Linked DNA regions of Mus musculus: all the other regions are linked to region 2. The links are chromatin contacts, called in public Micro-C and promoter capture Hi-C maps. All regions are on one chromosome and are shown on one strand. Each heading gives the region's core, a stretch centred on a gene start, on an enhancer-like site or on the middle of the called end of the contact. The rest is flanking DNA. Distances are from core to core; before and after follow the strand shown. Region 1 holds the start of Lmx1a (LIM homeobox transcription factor 1 alpha). Region 2 holds the start of Uap1 (UDP-N-acetylglucosamine pyrophosphorylase 1). Region 3 holds the start of Mgst3 (microsomal glutathione S-transferase 3).

Evidence for each region. Promoter capture Hi-C pulls out the DNA fragments that hold promoters and counts their contacts. Hi-C and Micro-C count contacts between places; a contact is called where the count stands out from the background.
Region 1: a Micro-C map of embryonic stem cells shows a contact between it and region 2, with 3 times the contacts expected there. The contact joins the promoter of Lmx1a here to the promoter of Uap1 in region 2.
Region 3: a contact with region 2 is called in a promoter capture Hi-C map of embryonic stem cells, with 3 times the contacts expected there. The contact joins the promoter of Mgst3 here to the promoter of Uap1 in region 2. A contact is called at or near these places in 3 of 39 promoter capture datasets (embryonic stem cells, hippocampal neurons and pre-B cells) and 1 of 115 datasets of contacts at active chromatin or transcription factors (thymic regulatory T cells).

What each region holds. Positions count from the first base shown.
Region 1 is chr1:167,687,172-167,691,603 of GRCm38.p6, forward strand. Lmx1a (LIM homeobox transcription factor 1 alpha) reads left to right here and starts at 2,387. Exons shown (of 8, transcript NM_033652.5): 1 at 2,387-2,679. The coding sequence starts at 2,604.
Region 2 is chr1:170,172,134-170,176,891 of GRCm38.p6, forward strand. It overlaps Uap1 (UDP-N-acetylglucosamine pyrophosphorylase 1), which reads right to left and starts at 2,831. Exons shown (of 11, transcript NM_001305045.1): 1 at 2,617-2,831.
Region 3 is chr1:167,392,008-167,396,450 of GRCm38.p6, forward strand. It overlaps Mgst3 (microsomal glutathione S-transferase 3), which reads right to left and starts at 1,834. Exons shown (of 6, transcript NM_025569.2): 1 at 1,744-1,834.

The sequences.
Region 1 (4,432 bases), core at 1,137-3,636, 2.5 Mb before region 2:
AGAAGACATACCAATAGCCACCTGTTTAACAGCAGAGAAATCTCCTGGCTGTATTAAGCCCCAAAGATTTGTCTAGGACAATAGATAAAATTATTTGTTCTGTCTACCTCACAGGTTTGTCATAGAGATCAAGCAAAACCATGAATATAGGAGCACCCTAAAAAGTTTAAAGCAGTATTCTAATATAGGGTATTAAACTCTCTGCCCTTTCCCCTTGTTCCTCTAAAGTCATATTCTGCGTTTGGCGTGTGCTTGCAGATAGAACACACTTAGGATGCTGCGGGTGGGCAGGGTGTGTGTGTGTGTGTGTGTGTGTGTGTGTCCCTAAGCACAGAAGAGCTTGTTGGACATAAGTTCAGGAAGAGATCTTTTCCTTGGTGAAGGGCACTAGGGAATACTTGCTTACATGGTATGTCTTCTGACCATGCTATAGCGCTGGATTACTGCCACCGAGTTCCTCGCAGTGTAGAAGTGAGGGTGCCCTAGAGAAGCCCATGGAATTGGACCTCCCAACGGTGTTCTGGAGAGCAGGCTAGAATTTCACGTGGACAGGTGTCCCATTTCCTTAGGGCAACCCGAACACTGAGACTATAATTTTCCCCACCTTAAAATTTAAAGATTAGATAAGTTGGCTACGGAATAAAGATTGGCACAAAATTAATGGTCGATAAAATGTTAGCCAACGCAATGATGTGTTTATTGAGTCACTTGGCCCCAGGCTTTTCTTGGAATAGAGGAGCAAGACCCTGTTCCTGCCTCTAGAGAGGCTGGAGGGCTGTCGCTGCAGAATGTTATGAATCACAGGGAATTAAAAACTGCCCCCAGGATCTTCTTTTCTAAGAAAAGTCCCCTTGGCTGACTTCTAGTCTAGCATCCAGCCAGCAGGATAGGATAGAGGGAGCCTGATTCAAGGTTTGGCCATGGGTCCCATTATTGCATTTCCCAGCAGTGAAGTAGTTTCAGCCAGAAACGGTGAGTTGAGTTTTAAGCCAAAACAAATTTGTAAGTTGCAGGAGCAAGTGGGTGAATGAAAATCCGAAGAGCTTGGAGCTTCTGGTGCCAGAGTTCACAAAGCAGAGAGGATTGGGGTTGGGGGCTCTAGGCGATCCCCGCGACCTCCAGGTGTCTGAGGTTAGTCATCACTTACGGTGCAGATCCGAGAGCAACCGGATCCCCATCCCGCCCGCGTGAAGTCTAGGTGGCACGGATCTCTGCCGAGTCTGGGGTGTAGCTCCCCCGGGGCAACCGTTCCACGTGGAGAGAAGGAAAAGTTTGGCGCGTCCGGGAGGTCCGGGCAGCAGACTGGAGCATCAGGCTGTAGCCTCGCGGTGGGTCGAGCAGCCAAGCCGGGGAAACAGAGCACCGCGGGCCCCGCCACGGGACGCGCTCCCAGGCCCCCGCCCTGCGCACCCCACCCCCTTCCCGGGCCGCGCACGCAGCCAGCGGCCACTGTCAGAAACCGCCCGAGCCGCCTCGAAGAAGGCAGGGCGGACTTTGCACCCAGGACCCTGGGCCTCCGGTTCCACCGCCGATCTTGGAGCAGCCGCCTGGTTTCCCCTTCCCGGCTGCAGAGCGGCGCGTGTTGGCGGGACGTCCCGAGGAGGATCGGCGGCTTGAGGCCACGGCCCGGCCCCACTCCGGCGCGCCGAGGAGCGGAATCGGGGGCCGGCGTTCGCTCCTGCTCTCTCCCGGGTGCGCCGGAGTCCGGGCGGCTGCTCTGGCTGCAGCCTAGGGGACGCCTCCTCCCTCCGCCAAAGCTGCCCGGCGTCTCCCGGCCACTTCGCGCTGCTCCGGACGCTGGGCGCGAGCTCGCCCATCAGGTAAGGAAGGCTGCGGGGATCCTTAGGCTCCGGCTCGGGCGGGCGTGTTTCTGAAAGTTGATTTGAAATGCATCCAAGAGTGAACCGGGCCAGTCGCGGCTCCTCCCCAAGGCGACTCCTTTGCTCCTGCAGACGTTCCCGGCACTGGCCGACCGGCGGGAGGACCTCCCCGCGCGCCCCGCACGCCTACTCCCGAGCGCCCCCCCCCCACCCCCCAAGCAGAGCGCTGCGCCAGGAGTACGGAAGCAGGCGGGACAGTCTCCGAGTCCCTTACTCTGCCTCTCTCTAAGACAGGTGAGGGTCGAAAGTGAGTGGTGGTGCCACTGGGATATCGGACCTGGTTGGTCCCGGCTTGGCCCTGGCTCTGAGAGCAGGCGTACCCCCACCCCATCACACAGAGTACCATAGTTCTAGTGGTGGGATCCCTAGGGGCCACATTAGTATAGGATGGGGCGGAGTCGGTCTTGGAATGGGAAACCTGGGGACAGGGGTGGGGGTGGGGGTTAGGAGAACGCAGTTAGGGGGCGGAGGCCTTAGCACATAACGCGTTGACTTCAAGTGAAATCAGAGCCGTCCGAGCAGTTCACGGTGGCTCTTCTCTCTCCTCCCACCTTACATTTCCCTTGTCTGGACTCTACCCTCTAGGCTCATTCTTGTCGCCCTGGACACTGCTTCTGTCCTGTCCCAGGAGAGTGGCAACTGAGGGTGCGGAGTCCCAACAGGCACGGGAAGCTAGACTCAACCGTTCCTCCGCTCTACAGGTCCTCCTGGCTCACCCCGAACATGTTGGACGGCCTGAAGATGGAGGAGAACTTTCAAAGTGCGATTGAGACCTCGGCATCTTTCTCCTCTTTGCTGGGTAAGTGTTCAACCGCATGCTCCCTAGAGCATCCTCCTTCTGCCGGGGCCGGGAGCTCAGTACGTCAGGTCTCTGATACTGGGTTAAGCGACCAGACTAGCACCCTCTTCGCGCGCACACAGAGGTGCCCACAATCTCTGTCTTTCCGTGTCCATCAGTCCTTTTGAGTCGTCCCTACCTAAATACAACCATCAAGCCTCCCCAGGCTTCACGAGTTCAACATCGAATTCCCCAAAGCCTTGAGGGGCGGGCGAGCATGTTCACAAGGCATTTGAGTGGCAAGTGATTAATAATACCCAGGGCTGGATTTTTAATCACGGAGCTGATCGACGGCTCATAAATGCCACCGGTTTCTCAGAGGCCTGTGTCCTAGCATGAGAGATCCGAGGCCCAGAGCGCCCAGGTTCTTCTCTTCCCCCACCAACTGCAGCCCCAATTTTAGTATTGGGCATGGCCGAGAGGCTTTTCCGGGCTGGTGGGCAGCGCTGCGCTGGGATTAGCTTGCACGGCGGGGCCCTTGCCTGGTCTTTAATTAACTGAAGCCGGACCCCTGTTCCGCAAGCTTGGTATCCCTCTACCCCCAACCCAGCCACTTCGAAGGAGCAGAGAATAGAGAGATCCAAAGAGTCATACCCATGGGTCTTTCAGAGTTCAGGCTTGTTTTGCCAGTGTCTCTTCAACTCTCCCTTTGGAATTTTCAAGTTTGGAGAAAAAAATGTTTTGTTTTGTTTTGTTTTTAAATTTTCTTTCTTCCTGTGTTTCTTCCCGCTTCTTTCTGAAGGAGAGATTTTTCTTTTATTTAAACCTCTTGCCTCTTTCTCTAACTTTAGAACCAATAGAGTGGGGCTGAAAAAATTTCGATTATAGAAACCATGTCCAGAGAGAAATCGCCCACTCCACCCCAACAGTTCAGAGGAAACGAAATTACAAAACCCATGCCCTCTTCTTTCAACCTCCCTTTCGAAATTGTCAGGATTTTCTCCCCAGAGCAAGAAGGAAGACGCAGGCTAGAGCCTGTGTGCGGACTCAGGCACACTGGGTTTGGTTCTCTGCACCATGAGACCCGCGACCCATCCTATGGTTTGTCCCAACCATAGGATGGGGTGCTGAGACCAAGACAACAGAAATTTACAATTGAGAACGACCACTTTCTCCCCAGGCCTTCTTGCTGGCTTCCCACCACACAAAACGACCTGTCCAGCTTACAAAGCAGAAAGTGAGATTAGTGTAGTGGTATGGAGAAGGATCGTCCCTTTGGGACATCACAGACAAGAGTGTTCTTGTGGGACAAGGGCTTCTTTAAACGGTTGTGAAAATTGTCAACAAAGGCGGCCAAGTATTTCTCCCTTGCTTGTTGGGGGCAAGGGGGGGGGCTGGAACAAGACCCGAAGGGAAAAAGTCAAAAAGGTCAAAGGGTAGGGCAGAGAAGATTCTCTGACTGAGCTAAGAGGTTTGTTGCTCCAATCAGCGCTTCTGAGCGCAGAAGATCTAGAATTCTCTGGCCAGCACCCTTCTCAGGGTCTCTGCGCTCAGCTATTATTTTTCCCCATCTTGACGTTTCCTAATTATGAAAAGCCACCTGCAATTTTCACGCCAAACAAGACATAGGAGAGATTCACTAGTTTGCACAGTACTGAGCTCACGTAGGGAGAGATGGTATTTTTCTGCCCCCGCAGGCCGCCTTTTATGAAGAAAACAGAAAATGATAATTTTCCTTAAAAAAATAGAACTCAGTTGCAAGCAAATTATTATC
Region 2 (4,758 bases), core at 1,581-4,080:
ACTCCTCCAACCAGAGGGGGACCCAAAGGTGAGGGAGCCAGGACTCCGAGCTTGGACACTTTCTAGGCTGTTACAAGGTATTTCAGCTGGGTGGTGCTGATGCTTGCCTTTAATCCCAGCACTCAGGAGGCAAAGACAGACACATCTCTGAGTTCAATGCCAGCCTGATCTACAGAGAGAGTTCCAGGACAGCCAGGGCTACACAGAGAAACCGTCTCAAAAAACCAAAAGAAAAAAAAAAATTCAGTTGACATCTAGGTTTCAAGAGTTATATCACTTTTTTTTTTCTTTTTTCTTTTTTTTTTTTTTTTTTTGGTTTTTCGAGGCAGGGTTTCTCTTTATAGCCCTAGCTGTCCTGGAGCTCACTTTGTAGACCAAGCTGGCCTCGAACTCAGAAATCCACCTGCCTCTGCCTCCCGAGTGCTGGGATTAAAGGCTTGTTATATCACTTTTTAAAAAAGCATTTAATAAGAACATGTACAAAATTCTCAAAAAATAAGACAGTAGGGAGAGGTAGATTTGTATTATTTTCCAAGGAATGATTCCCGGGGTCTCATGTTCAGCACTGTTTTTGTGAGCACTGGAGGAAGCATGTTGTAGTCAGATCACTAGGGACACATGCAACCAAAGAAGTCCCCCTAGTTTGTGGTTCCTTGCTCCAGTTGTCCCCTGCCCATCATTTGACACTGTGCAAATAATTTCACTTCCCTGGTGTATGTATTTCCTCATGAAGACGACCCGGCCTTTTTCATATATCCTGAAGATTAAAAAGCAAAGAGGCCTCTTCTACTAAAAGTACACGCACACATACTATGGTAAATATTAGGTAGAACTGTTCCTTTAAAAGTCATTCAAAGCTGGGCAGAGGAGGCTCACTCCGCTAATCCCAGCACTGAAGAGGTAGACAAATCTCTGTGAGTTCCCGGCCAGGGTGGTCTGGGCAGAGGCAGAGGCTGAGGCTGGTGGATCTCTGAGTTTGAGGCCTGATTGATCTACAGAATGAGTTTTAGGGCAGCCAGAGCTACACAGAGAAACCCTGTCTCAGAAAAAGGAGAAAGAGAGAGAGAGCGCAACCTAGCTAGCTAGCTCATTCAGTAAGTACTGGGTAGTACTTTGGGTGCTTGGAGAAAAACATACTCATGCAAATAAAACAACTCATTGTAAACTTTGATATCTGGTCCCAGAACACCAGCAATCCACAAATCTTATTACCAAAATCAAATCTGTCCATTTATGTGTTGTGTAACATTCATAATAAATACGGTTATATTTACCTGACACAGCGATAACCATAGTACTGCATCTCCTACTCATTTTTCTTGAGAGCTGTGTGTGTGTAACTAAATTCAAATGGTATACAGCAATAGAGAAGAGAATTAAAAAGACGTGGATTTTTATACTAAGAACAAAAGTCTGCACTAGAAATTATGACTAAATTTGGTGTGTGCCTACAACCTAACACACCTGGATCAACATACCCAACAAACCATTATCAAACATGCCTTTATTAGAATTTAAATGCCACATTAAGGACGTCCAGTATTTCCCAATTCCACCCCCACCTCTGCTGCTATATGTCCTCAGGGTGGGTTAGTAAATCGCTTTGGGGGGTGGGGGTGGGGTGGGGGGGACACATGGAGCCAGGCAGTGGCGGTACATATCTTTAAGGTAAATGGATCTCTGAATTCTGGGCCAGCCAGGTCTACAGAGTGAGTTCCAACAACCAAAGCTACACAGAGAAACCCTGTCTCGGAAACAAACAAACAAACAAACGAAACAGGAAAAAAGAGGGGAGGGGAGGGGCTGGGGTGGGGGTGGGGAGGAATGGTACTGAGACTGACTTGAGTCCTAACCACTAACTAACAGGACAGACTATGAAGTCTTTTCCCTCAGCCAAGTGAGTCAACTAATAACGAAATGGATAAATGCTTTTGGTTTGCTGCAAACTCTTGGATCCAAGCCCAGTGAACTTCACCTCCAAGTCCTTAAACTTGTGCCTCTCATAAATGCATGATCATTACCATCGGATATCAGATCTCATAGTATGCCGATGAAGGCCAGTCAGCCTTCACACCAAACTTTTAAAAAATCTTCTAGAGCATATGTGTGCTCTCAGCCTCACCGTTCCTCCAGTCCAACTGAGGGGAAAACCCTGAAATCTGAACCTCTCTCACTATCAGTATCAAGCGAAGGCAAGCGGGTCCTGTGCTAGTCACATCCCCCATTGGGATCCACTGTCCTGGTCGGAACTATCAATTCTTACCCTCGTGGGTTCAAAACACCCCAACGCGCTTTCCCAACAGTAACAGCGATCACTTATTCCCACCGGTGAACCCCAGAAGTGGCACAACTATGCCCGGGCCCTAGCCTGAAACCCTCCTGGCTCCTCTTCCCCCAACTCAAAAACAGCGCTGACAAGCGCCGGGAACTCCATCATCACCCAAGCCTCCTCCCTCAGGTCTCCCCCAAGACCCTCCGCGCGCGCATCCCCGCCCCGCCGCGACACAGCCCACGCCTCTCCGGAGCTCCGAGCAGCGGACGCCGAGCAAGGTGCGGCAACGCGTAGCCGGGTCCCCGCGCTAGGCATGGGAGCGCGCGCGTGAAGGGGGTCCCTACCTCCCTCGACAATCCCGCGGCTCCTTCGGCTCGGCTACTCGCCCGTGTCCCGCGCCCGCCTGGAATATATACTGTCATCCGAGGGGCCGGGGCGGCGGGGCGGGCCACGAGCAGCGGCCGAGGGGAGCGCGGGCCCCGGCCACCCGGCCCCTCCCGCCGCGGTGAGTGGCTGCGGCCCAGGGGCGGAGCGGAAGCCTGCCGGCCCGACACGTCAGCGACCGAGAACAGCCAAAGGGGCGGGCACCGGCGACAGGAAGGAGGAGCCTCTTTACGTCACTCAGACTCTTGCCCAATAGGATGGCCAAGGATCCTGTCAGTCTGTGGTACCGCCCCCCACGCACTAGCAGGGGCGGGGCCGGCTACGCGCGCGGCTTCGCGGGGAGGTGAGGCCAGGCGCCACCTTAAGGACAAACTGCAGGGCGGGTCCTCTCGGTCACCCGGGGCGGATCAGAGCGCCTGGTAGGGAGCGCGGCGCTGGCAGTGAGTCTTCAAGTGACGGATTTCCGAACGCCCACGGGTGTGGTTGGGAAAGACCCGCCGGTTTCTAGGCAGAGATCCCTCCAAGGCAGGCCTGTGACCTTAAGCTAGCTGATTTTGTCTCTAATTCTCCACATACCTGTTTGCCAGTGACCCGGGCTTCCTCTGCCATTGTCTTCGGAGTCTCTTGGGTGTCGACACAGCCGGGTTGCCTTTTGCACAGCGACTAGTGAACGAAATGCAATCAAAAGGGATTAGATGACCCGAGGCCATGCAAAATGTGCCAGTCAGGGAGAACCGGCCCAGAGAGCAAGAACTTAGCTAGGAGAGGAGAGCTAAAATTCAACTGTCCTGTTACAGCATAGGCAGCAGATGTGCATGTGCAGGCTATAATCTCAGTGTTATGAAGTTGCATTTATATTTAGAGCTATTATGTTGGGTTTTTGCAGGTTTTGAAACGAGAGTCCAATTTGTTGAGATGTCAAAAGCAACTAAATTTAACATATCAGGATGTTTTCCATCAGGTGGATAGGCTTCCTCATTTTACATTTTCAGTGTTTTCTTAGTCATTCTTGCGTATTCATTTTTAATCCAGACTTTACTATCAATTTATGTCATTTAGAAATATCATTTAACAAGGGGTATCATTTGTAAATAAAAACGTAGTTGCCCATCTGTTAAGGCACCTTTGTGGCTTTGAGAGATTAGATGGATAAACAGCTTGGTGGAACAGGATCAAGGAAGGACATGATATATTATTAGCAGTATTTGCTTGGCCTTAGCCTTGCATGCTCTCTGGAATCCTGTCAGAACGCCACGTCGCCTGAGAAGCTGTAAATGGCACCCACAGTGCTGTTGATAGTGGTAGGTGTGCCTTCCTGGAGCAAGACTAACAACACGGGTGTGTTCTCTAGTTTTCATACTTCCAGCTTGGAAAGTACCGAGTCTTAAGTGAAGAATTCAGAGCCTGCCCACAATGGGGTTGCCCAGAATCTCTTGACCTTCTTTATGTGTGCAAGTCCCTGGGGTAGAAGCATTCTCTTAGAAAGAAATTGGCGGCTACAGCAGTCAATAAAGAGCATATTGTCCAAAACGTATTTATTTATTGAGTTATTCTACAGTAGAACTTACAATAGACTCTACAGGGGAATCAAGAGTCTATTTCTTCAAGGGATTCCAATACAATGAGAGAGGCAGGGGAGAGACGTGCTCCTTCTTCCTAAGGGACGGCCGTGAGTGCAGCAGCAAAGGCTCAGATGAGCATTAGAGCTCAGAGAAAGCAGAGGCCTTAGCTTCAGAAAGGAGTGAGGGACCACCCAACACTTCTGAAGGCTGCCCTTTAGTTCTCTGCCTCCAAGGCTTTTGTTTTATATATATATATATATATATATACACACACACACACACACACACACTTGGAAATTTGAAGTGCCAAAAGGGAGTACCTGCCAAAAGGTACAGATTCTTAGTGGTGTGAGCTCAACTCAGTTTAAAAAAATAAATGGGTAACAGTTTTGTCTATTAGCTGGATAGGTGGACGGGTGAATGGGCGGACAGATACTTAGATGGGTATTATGAGACCTGGAAAGAAATGATCACCAACACTGAGAAATACACAAAACACAACAGCACAAGGACACGGTACAGTTGACAGAGGGAAAGGGA
Region 3 (4,443 bases), core at 584-3,083, 2.8 Mb before region 2:
CAGCATCTCTTTGGATAAACACACCTTTTGTAAGTGTGTGTGTGAGTGTGTGAGTGTGTGTGTGTGTGTGTGTGTGTGTTCTCTGTGCTGTCTACTTATAAAGGAGTTCCTTTTCAGATTGTTTCCTCCGGAACTCTACACAAGCAGGAGGGAATCTAAGTGAGGGAAACTCTGCCCTTGTCCTTTAAACAAGGACTCAATAAATGGCCCAGGCTGGCCTTGAATTACCATTCTCCTGCCCCAGGCTCTCTGGTGCTAGGATTCCAGTTGCAGGCCTCTGCATCCAGCAAGATTTTGTTCCTTAGTCTAAGGAAGCCCCAGTAGTTCAGTTTCTATGGCTGGCCACACTATCCCTGTCATTTTATATATAGTAACACTGGTTAAAGGAAAAAAAAAAAAAGAATCACTTGACAGAGTTTTCTATTTCTGTAACATTGTGTCAGGAAGAAGCTGAGCAGAATGTACTTCCCAGGGTGAAAGCACATGTTTGGATTTCAGATGTTAGTTTTATTTAACTCCTTAGATAAATTTAGCTCCTGTGAGAATAAACAATTCTGGATCCCCTGACTCAAGACAGTATACTCTCATTATGGACACACTGAAAGAAAACACACCGGGTAACCCTGACTAATAACCTTGGCTGCTTCCGGGAAACTGCAGTCTGCAGGTGCCCTACAGATTCCCGCAGGGAAGCCCTGGTTTCTGCTACTACCTTAAAATCTGCAGCAGACCCTGCAAGGCCACACCTAAGCCACCAGTACAGGCAACAGAGCAGAGAGCTGGTTGCTCTCTGGGGCACCTCCTTTCCCTAGTTAAGGGATTCAAGTCCCAACCCGCAGCGCAGCGTTGCTTTCCTACCCATCCGACCATCTGTCTCTGCTTTTCCTCTACTTCCTTTTCCGCACTGACTTGTACCCTAGGCTACTTGCAGACTGGTGCCTCCCAAGCAAAGAATTAACAGAAACCACAACCTCGGGAGTGACTCAGTGTCTCTTACTCCCTTCCACCACCCTGCAGGTGCCCCACCCTGTGGTTCTGGGTCTCCCTGTAGCGACACAAGATAAGTAAAGGGACACTTGCGGACATGTGAGTATGGGATGAATTAATATCCCACTCACTCTTCCCAAGAAGTCTCTTGCTATGAGGACAGAAGTAAGAAAATGACCCATATTCAGGTATCAATGCAAATATTTCTACGAGGCGAGAGGAAAACAAATGCAATTCCCTCTGAGACCCTCTCGAAGGATCCTAGCAACAAGACATCCATAGCAGGCGCGGCGCTTGCACGCCACTTATGAAACCTGTGCTAGATCAGGTACGAATGGCCAGTTCCCACTGCAGAGTTCCGGGCTCCTTTCTCTGTATTAACAGCTGCAGTGAGTAAGGTCAGGTGGTCTCTTGAAGGCCGAAAGAGGGAGCCCCAGGTCTTTACACAATTGGAATTAAGGAGGGGGAGGAAAATAAGGAATTGAGGATGAGCTGACCTTGAGAACCTCCCTGAGTTAGAGATAGCGAGGTAGGGGCCTCCCCGAGAAGCTCCTAAGCTACACCATCGGGGGGAGCATGCAGGGAGGGCGGAGGGCAGAGTGGGTAGAAATGCAGAGCTCAAATCGACCGATAAAGAAGGGAGGTTGGAGACCCCAATTCCGTTCCAAGTGACTGAGATACCGGTTGTGCATGTGCAGGCATTCAGGTGTCCCAGTGAAGCTAAAGCTCCTGCAGCTCGCAGCTGCCAGCACTTACCTGGCTCACCTTCGTGCGCCTGGTACAGACCTGAGAAGCACAGCAGTGCCTAGGTGCGGCTCTAGCTGTCCCGCAGGACCCGCCCCACTCCGCCCCGCCCCGCGCGGCCACGCCCTCGGGACCGCCCCCGAGACCGCCTCTGACTTTGGCGGTTCTAGCTGTTTCTTAAACTAGACTGCATTTTTTCCCTGTGTCGGGTAGCCCGCATATCTACTTTTCCGGCTCCCCAGTGTATATATTTGCTCTACTCTCCAAGTATCTTTTCGTGACTACAGTATTAAATTGCTCCTAGAGATTTGTTCTGCTTGGTTGGAACAGAAGCGACAGTAACGCGTTAGTAATTTGTCCCCGGCAGGGCACTGTAACTCAGCTTGCTGCGCGTGCGCAGAAAGTAGAGCGTAGTTTATGGAGAGCTTGGGGTGGGTGGGGAAGGCGTGTGTCTCACTTTTGGACTCTCTTGGGGAGGGGGCGTTTGAAACTGTGGGAGTTCCCTTAGCCTGCGCCGTTGGCGCGTACCTCAGCTCTGCCTACACGGTGCACCGCACCCATTCTCTCTCCCCCAGCCCCACAGGCGGGCTCCTATGGCTTGGCTCGCCCAGGTATTTCTTCCCGGACCCCGGCACAAACTTAACAAAGAGCACAGGCGCACCCTCTTGTGCCACCTCGCGGCGGCCTCCAGGAGAGCCTTGGATAGGACCTACTAAGCAGAAGCAGACCTTGACTGCTAATTTCTATAAGTTCTGCTTTAAACCGGTCGCAGAAAGCACCGAAGCTATCTGCTACTTTTTTTTTTTTTTTTTTTTTTTGCCCCGCGTTTCTGAAATGCCCTAAGAAACTTAACATGCTACGACCTAAGAAACTAGGTCAGACAGTGCATACCTTTTAATGTCTCTCCCCTCCTTCCTCACAAACACCAGAGAATAAGTTTATTCTGTAGCCAAATATGAGTGACCATGGCCTGCAGTGGCCAACTGTAATTTCGTGAACTTCTAGTAACAGAACCAAAGAAATTCCTAAGTCAAGTTCCCTTTCTTGTACGTTGGGAACGGGTGGTGGTGGGGGCATCAGGTGTGCAGATTATAGCAAAGCCTGGAATAAGATCTCAGATATTGTCTGATGACATTCTTTGTCTTGAGTTCGTAGAGGCTAGTGGCAGGTTTGTACTCTCTGAAATGATTTGAGTGATAGGTCCGAGATAGCTGTTCAAATACATAAATGACTAGTAAGGATGTTAAAGCTAGCTTGATTGGCTGAAGGTTTCCACCCCTCCACAATCACCAAAATTTTAATCAGTACAATTTTTAAGATTTTCGGATCTTTAGCACAGCTTGCATACCCTTCCTTTCTTCCACCTGTCTTTCTCCCTCACAGCCCAGGTGTGCCTCAAGTTCATATTGCCATGTAGCTCACACTGGTCTTGAACTGATCCTCCTGCCTCCACCTTCCAACTCTTGGCATTATAGAGGTGCACTAGTGAGCCCATCCTCACGAGAATCTCTTCTTTGGGAGAATTTGCACTTCTAAGAAAGAGTGCCTGGGAGTCGAACAATCCCAAGCAGGAAAGCCTAGAATCAAGGAAGGGGCCAGGCTTGGCTTTCCTTTTTACTGGCTTGTCTTGCCTACACATCTGGAAGTACATCGGAGGCTCATGTAATCTTTATTCTTGCTGCTTCATCAGCTTCCAGTTGTTCTAATGCTTACCCTTAAGTACAAGAAAGGTTTCTACTTCAGGTTTCCTGGTGTGTTGGGTTTACAGGACTTGCTTTGACTGAACATTAAGGAAGCAAATAGGAAAAACCATTTCTACACTATTAAGGGGCCTCATTCCCCTCTTGCTTCTGGTCTGTATAAAAAAAGGCAGCCAAGGTGGTAGAACAGATGATCAGAAAGTCAGGATAATACTGGTGGCTGCTTTCACAGACCTTCCTGTCTGACCCTAAACAAGAATTGATCATGTAGGACCTTATTTCAAAAATCTTACAAGGCCAGAGGAAGTGTGGAATACCTTTTATCCCAGTTCTTGGGAGACAGAGGCAGATGGATCTTCATGAGTTTGAAGCCAGGCTGGTCTGCATAGGGAGTTCAGAACAGCCAGGACTATCTAGTGAGCAACTGTCTCAAACAGGTGTCCCTCAAGCCCCCCAGACCCAGCCAAACAACCAATCAGAAGCCAAAAAAATCCAACCAGACATCAATAAAACCACGAACCAAATCAACCAAAACTTTACAAAAGCAATGTTTGTCTTTTGTAGAAGCCTTGGGAAATACAGGAGAACCTCCCAAAAATTACTCATGTGTGTGTGCACACTCCGGTAGAATGGTGGTGTGGACACTATTTTCTTTTGTCCATTTTATAAATTGCAATCCATTTCCCCTTCATCGTCTGCAGTTCATTCTTCAACAGTATTTGGTGATGATTGCATACCACTTTATACAAATCTTTTGTTGGAGATAGGTTGTTTTGAGTTTTTCTATTACAAGGTACAACATTGTCAGCAAATCTGTATGTGTGCTTACAATGATTTGACTAAACTTCTTTAAAGAGAATTTCTGGGTCAGAGAATACATACTTATTCAAATCTCCTGATATCTATAAGCAGTGGGCATTTCTGGAAAGCAGTGAGCTATTTCTCCAGCACTGGGTATTGGGTGTGCTTTCCTCTATTTCTTAGTTGGAGTAAGACTGTTATCTTGAGGCAC